Linked DNA regions of Hordeum vulgare: region 1 is linked to region 2. The links are chromatin contacts, called in public Hi-C maps. All regions are on one chromosome and are shown on one strand. Each heading gives the region's core, a stretch centred on a gene start, on an enhancer-like site or on the middle of the called end of the contact. The rest is flanking DNA. Distances are from core to core; before and after follow the strand shown.

Region 1 (3,370 bases), core at 852-3,351, 140 kb after region 2:
GGATGAAGCAATATAACCGAGTGGTTGAAATAATACTTTGTTGTATGCACATATATTAATTGTCTTACTATATGGGGTGTATGAAAACTAACATCATAGCATGTTGTATATTTCCTATGAGTGATTTTATACTTTGCTACTTAGTTATCAATACATATTGTGTTTGTATGAAAAAGAATCAATTGGTAACTTGACATTACAAGATATGTAACCAAATTTACACTGAATAATAACATAATCATCGTTGCTTGCTTCGCATCCTTTTCAGACGAAACGCTTTATGAGTTATGTGAGAATATACAACACACAATTGGTCTCGTACATCAACCCTTTTAACGACTCTGATGGCCTTGATAAATGGCATCGTCATGCACCTCCCTTCCACTTCCTCACCACCTCGGTAAGTGTCTTGTGTGACATGCCATTTGCCGTCAGTCCACCCCTCGCCGCCTTCTGGAGCTCTGTCATCTTCATACGCATCGCATCCCCTTCTTCACTGGTCATCATATCATTCACAACCTTCATGATGTCTTCGCCAAGAATCAGTCCATCTGCTCCTCGAACCTTTGGTCTTAGTGCTATCTTGGTTTCTTCATGTAACATCACGGCATTCTGTCTCTGCTCGGCGTATAGAGGCCACACGATCATCGAAACGCCGTGCATTACGCTCTCTAACACCGAGTTCCATCCACAATGCGTTAACATGGCTCCCGTGGCCCGGTGGCCGAGGACCCTGACCTGCGGGGCCCAGGATGGAACCACCAGGCCCACCTCCTTGGTCCTCTCAAGGAACCCAGATGGCAGGAACTTGAGTGGATAGTCCTTGCTCTTCGACCCGTCGTAGTAGTTGGCACCCGGGTCGGCCCCGCTGTCGGTGGGGCTCCTCACGATCCACAGAAACCGTTGTCCGGAGAGCTCCAGCCCGCGCGCCAGCTCGTCCATCTGCGCCGCGGAGAGCGCGCCTCCGCTGCCGAACGAGACGAACAACACCGACTTGTCGGGCTGCGCGTCGAGCCACCTGATACAGCCGGTGGCATCGTCGTCGCCGTCGTCAGGCTGCCGTATGACCGGCCCAACTGGGTACACCGGCGGACGCCCTTGCTCGGGCTGCCGGAGGATCGCCGCCGCGTTCGGCTCGATGGCGTCGAAGGTGTTCACAAGTATGCCGTCCGCGTCGCGGTACCTCTCACCGTGGTGCACCATCCAGCGGTAGGCGTCGCTGGTCCTGTCCTGGAGCGGCTGCAGGATGTCGGCGCCGGGCACGGCCACGCAGCCGGGCAGCCTTATGGGCTCTGTCTGGTCACGGAACTGGCCGTCCAGCTCGGTGTCGAGGCGCGGGAGGTGGAGCATGAGGGAGAGCATCAGGAGGTTGGACGGGAAGAAGAGGTACGCCGGCACGCCGACGTCGCGCGCCGCGCGCAGCGTGTCGGCGCCGAAGAGGTCCGCCACGAAGGCGACGAGGCTGCCGTCCTTCCCGAGGCCCTCTAGGAGATTGGCCAGCGCCGGCACAGAGCGCTGGGCCTCGACGGAGAGCAGCGTCTCGATGGCGGCGCCGGCGGCGACGAGGTCGTCGAGCGGGACGGCCGGGAGGGACGCGGAGCCGACGGCCGGCGGGAGGGATGCCAGGAACGCGCGCTGCGCCGCGGAGTCGGAGCTGGCGTAGGTGACGACGGTGGCCGTGAAGCCGTGCTCCGCGTGCAGCCGCCGCGCCAGCTCGGCCACCGGCACCACGTGACCCATGCCCGGCGACGAGAGTAGCGCCACATGCGGCGCGCGCGCGGCGCCCCGGTCGTCGCTCTCGCCGGCCATGCCTTGGTGGACGCACGTACGGTACGGAGAGACTGAGTCGAGCACTCGATCGACCAGTGGCTTAAAAAGATGAAAAATGTGTGGACCTGGGAAACGATGGAACGGATTGGCCCTATATGTAACGCCAGATCGATCTGTGTCTGAATGACTGTCTTATGGCCAAACGGAACTGTGGTTGCTCCGTCGCTGCCGTCCTTCTTTTGTGCTAATTGTGCTCGTCACGATACATGCCGGAGAAAGCATTTGTTGAGTGGACATCATAAAAAAGTTGGGCAAGGCTAGCTAAATTTGGTACTACAGCTACGGTGGATTAGTGTGACTAGCAAAAAGGGGCCGTGGGTTGCAAAAGAAGAAAAACAATTATAATCTTCAATGATGCAGATCATATTATGTTTTTTAAAAAATAGGACATTTCTTGAGATGCTTGAACATTTTTTTGAATTAGCAAACATTTTTTTTCAATTGCAGTCAAAAAATAATACACAATTTTTTTTTTCAAAATCATGAAATTTTATTTTTTTCACAAACATTGTACCCCATATAAAGAAAGGTATTAATTAAGGATGTAAACATTATTTTGGAAATAATTAACATGAAAGATAAGATTACATTTGAAATCTACATATTTTTTAAATTATTTCGTATATAACTTCTGAAATTTGAAGTTAGAGTTTAGAAGATATGAATATATAAATGTATTTGAATCTGCAAAAAATAGAAACGTTAAAAATAAAATAGTTGGGCCAAAGTTCTTCAAACGCCTCATATAAAAAGGGTACTGTATTAACTAAGGATGCAAACACAATTTCAAAAATAATTATCATAAAAAATAATATTATATTTGAAGTCTATATATTTTTAAAGCTACTTCATATATAACTTTTGAAATTTAGAGTTAGAATTTAAAAGATATAAATATTTAAAAATATATTTGAATCTACAAAAGTAGAAACATTAAAAAAATTGAACAGAAGTTGCAACAGTGCAGCTCTAACGTACGTCAGCCTGAAATCAAGTAGAAAAAAGAAACGAAGAAACTCGGTGGTGGTGGGGGTCGAACTTGGGTATCGTGCGGGAAAGTTGAAAGCTCTAGCCACTCGGGCTACTGTCAATCTGGTGTATTTAAAGGGGCCGATCGCTAGATGAACCAAACACACTGGGTCGCGAATTTAAAACAGGCAGCGACGGACGACAGAAGCAGTACGCGCTTTATTAGTAGGTAAGATAATCAGGGGGTGTTTGTTTCCATGGACTTTTTGGTATAGAGACTAAAAAAAATTCCTTTTAGTCCCATGTGAAACAAACAGGATGGACTTTTAGGGACTAAAAGGGGGTATTATGGGACTAAAGGAAGAAGTACCTACGGGAGGGTCTTTTGGGGACTTTTTTGGCACTTTTTCCAATAGTGCCCCTACTTTTAGCATGTCTTTTAATAACTTCTAGTATATTACTAGGGGTAGCGTGTTCTTTTTGCGTGTTATTTAATGACCTCTAGTCTCTGTTTTGTTCATAAAAACAAACGGGCAGGGACTAGGAACTTTTTAGTTGGGACTAAAAAAAG
Region 2 (3,535 bases), core at 139-2,638:
AACGCTTCAGGTCTTCATAAGGCAGTGTCTTGGAATCTTTCCTCCGCAGCTCGCTCAGCACAGGACGCTTGTCAACCAGGTGCCACAGCCAGTCAGGGTACTCAGAATCTGGTTGGATCTTCGGGTCAGAACCCTCCTTCAGGATATTTGCCCCAAACACAGTTGTACTCTTCATTTCTTTGCTGAGCACAGGTTTAGCATCAGCCGCACCACCTTTTCCGCCCTTCTTTCCCTTGGCCTGAGCTGCAAAGCCTCTTATCCCAACCAATTGAGCTACATCTCTTGGAATAATTCCACACTTCAATACTCGTGTCCAAGACATTGCCATTCCTGGGTTGATATTTTAGCTGCATATATAAATCATCAGAACTAAGTGTCAACTCTGCTTAAAAAAGAATCAAGTGTCAACTGATAACATGAGAAAACCACCAATGCTGACAGAAGAAAACGGTTCAAAATCTGCTAGCAATTAAGGCATTTGAACAGAGGATCATAAGAGTAGGGAGGTGTAAAAGCAGTATGCTGAGTACATGAGACTTAGTACTGAAAAAATCAGGTTTGGGGCCTTGCTGTTGCAGCCTGTTCCAGCCAGGCGGCCATGAGGTGTTCACTTATACCGTAATATAAGGAATTAAAGCTCGGAAAGTTTATTTAAGGCTTGTAATTCTGCCTCCAGGATTTTTACTGCAACTTACTTCGAAATTACTATTTTGGTCTACTGAATACACGAATTACACATGATTAAAGATGATGATAGTAAAATATAACTACCATACAAAGTAAGGTTCTTGCCAAGTAAAAAACAGTTCAAACAACTTTCAGATTGGAGCTGTCTGAAGTCAGAAAGAACATCAACACTGGTTCCAGCATCAAGCCCAGCGAAAGCAAAATCTGAATGATCCCTTTGTGTAGGTCATCGTAATTCACAGTATGGCATCATTCACAATATTTCAGGCAATAAGCACCACAATATGATTAGCAAGTTTGTCTCTGAGTTGAGCGAAAGTATGAGAAGGGTGGAGATCAGATATGCCCCCCATCAGTTAACACAAGTTTCTTTCTTGTTGAAGCAAAATCAGTTAAAACATAAGACACTACTTCCTGAATCCAGAATCAGCCGACGCAAAATCAGAAACAGGATCTAATCCTATAGACCATCTACGCCGCCGCCGCCGCCGCGACGCCTTGCTGCGAATGAGACGTCGCAAGCCGCGCAGAGAGAGAGAGAGAGAGAGAGACCTGCTGCGCCGCTGCCCTTGGTCCCGCCGCCGCCGCTGCCGCTGCCGCGAGAGAGGAAAGTTGAGGGCCGAGGAGTAGGGTTTCGTTTGGGGGAGGGTGAGACCGAGACAGGAAAATTAAGCAGGGAGTTCCGCTCGTCCGGTAGATTTTGCCACTACTGAGAAGTGCGATGGGTTGCTCATTTGCAGCATACCTGGCCAAACGGGCCAGCACGGCCCGTCGTAAACAGGCCCGGCATGGCATGGCATGGCCCGTTCAGACATGATTATTAGCCGGGCAAGGCCGTGTCGGTCCATGTATTTAGCCTTCAAATCCAGGCATGGCACGGAAGCTATTAGTCTTTTAGGCTGTTTTTAGATCGTTTTTGGTTTGTTGTGACTGTTTTTTGGATCGATTTTGACCTGTTGGGCTATTTTAAATGTTATATATGTATTCTAGCAAAAATGTCCGTGTGTTGTAACGGAAGATATAGTTGATGAGAAACACCTTGTATGCACTTAAAAAATTATCACATCTTTATGATTCTGCTGAACACACGGGATGTTCCTTCCGTTGCAACGCACCGACATGTTTGGTAGTTCTTTTTTTTTGTTATGAAAACAATTTTAAACAACATGAAAATCAAAATTTAAGCCATTATATATTTTTATATTTACATGTTTAATATTTTCCAATTTCATGGTCAAAATTTATTAAAACATATTTAGTTTTGATGTTTACTTTTTTATACCCATTATACATTTTTGGTATAAATCAGGAATATTTTTTATATATGTTTGACATTTTCCAAGTACATGATTAGCATTTTTTCATATTAATTTGTTATGTCTAATTTGTTTCATATACATTGTATTTTTTGTGTACATTTTTCTTATACATTGGAAACATTTTATATGCACATTTAATATTTTTTGAATGCATGATAAAAAATTCAAAAAGAATTAAAAATTATGTAGTTATTTTTCCTTACGCATTGTACATTTTTTGTATATAATAATTTTTTTATTCAAGTTTGGCATTCCTTTAGTGCATGATTAAAATTTTATCAAAGTTTGCATATAGGTGATTTTTATAAATAAAATATTCAGAGTATATTCAAATAAAACAAAAAAACAATTAAGAAAAATAAGTGCTCAAGGCCAGACTAGGCCGGCCCAGTCGGGCAGTTATCGACAAAGAAAAGGGGGAGAAAGGGTGATGGGGAGGTGAGGGATCGAACCTGTGTTTGCAGGTTTGAAGCGCGCGGCTCCAACCACTTCGGATGGGCGTGTAGTTGTGATAGCTTGGTGGATCTCTACATGTTGAAGGAGAGGAACAACCGACTTATTAGAAGAGGAAAAACGAATCATTTTTCTTTACTTACCGGTGACATGGTGGGTAATTTTAGCCAACTTCACGGGCAATTTGAATGACATAAGGACATAAGTTATCCTTACTTTATTAGTAGGTATAGACATATAAATATGGAAAAAGTAAACGGGTCATGCCGTATCGGCCCGCGTGCTCGAGGCGGGTTGCCCAGCCTTTAGGCCCAAGCATGGGCTCGAGGCGGGTTGCGTGCCTCGCACGGCCCGATTAAAGCGTGTCGGGCCGTCGTGCTTCTCGATCGTCCCAAAAAGCACAACCCGTTTGGCCATGTATGATTTGCAGTCCTGGCCAAACGGGCGGCTCGATATGGCATGGGCACGTCTTGTGCTAAACGTGTCTAGCTCGACACGGCTAGCACGGGCATCTTTAGTAATCGGGTCGTGCCGTGCTAGCTCGTGGGCTATGCCTCCAGGCTCAGGCACGACCCGGTTACTAAACGGATCAGCATGTTGTCCCGTTTAGCACGTTGTACCGCATATTTTTAGCCTGTTGGGTTGTATTTTATGTATATATATATTAAAAAATACATAAAAATTAAATGGGTTGTCTCATGCTGGCCCGCGTGCCCGGCCTCCAGGCCGAGGCACGACCTGAGGCATGCCGCGTGTCGGCCCAGTCCGTTTAGGTCGTGTCGTGCCTGGCCCATGGCAGGCCGTGTTGGCGTGCTTGCGGGCTGGCCTGGTTGGCGCGGCCCGTTTGGCCAAGACTACTCATTTGCTAGGGTGGTTTGCTACAGGATAAGAGCATCTACAGCCGGACATTGCAAATATGACCACCTAAACGTTCGCGGATGCGTCCGGTCGGGCGTGTCCCCTATTTGTCCGTCCGCAGCACAATCTTTATTTTATTACGCATATGTCTGGTCACTTGCACATAATTGATAGAGAGGAAGAGAGAGAAAGAAAAGAATGAATAATGAGAAAAAAAT

The links. A called contact is a pair of places that touch in the nucleus more often than the background predicts.
Region 1: a Hi-C map of leaf shows a contact between it and region 2, with 2.1 times the contacts expected there. The contact joins the promoter of LOC123402040 here to the promoter of LOC123402975 in region 2. A contact is called at or near these places in 2 of 6 Hi-C or Micro-C datasets (leaf and seedling).

What each region holds. Positions count from the first base shown.
Region 1 is chr6H:59,405,695-59,409,064 of MorexV3_pseudomolecules_assembly, forward strand. It overlaps LOC123402040 (UDP-glycosyltransferase 72B1-like), which reads right to left and starts at 2,102. Exons shown (of 1, transcript XM_045095899.1): 1 at 201-2,102. The coding sequence starts at 1,809. The coding sequence ends at 367.
Region 2 is chr6H:59,265,100-59,268,634 of MorexV3_pseudomolecules_assembly, forward strand. LOC123402975 (54S ribosomal protein L37, mitochondrial) reads right to left here and starts at 1,389. Exons shown (of 2, transcript XM_045096949.1): 1 at 1,240-1,389; 2 at 1-347. The coding sequence starts at 328.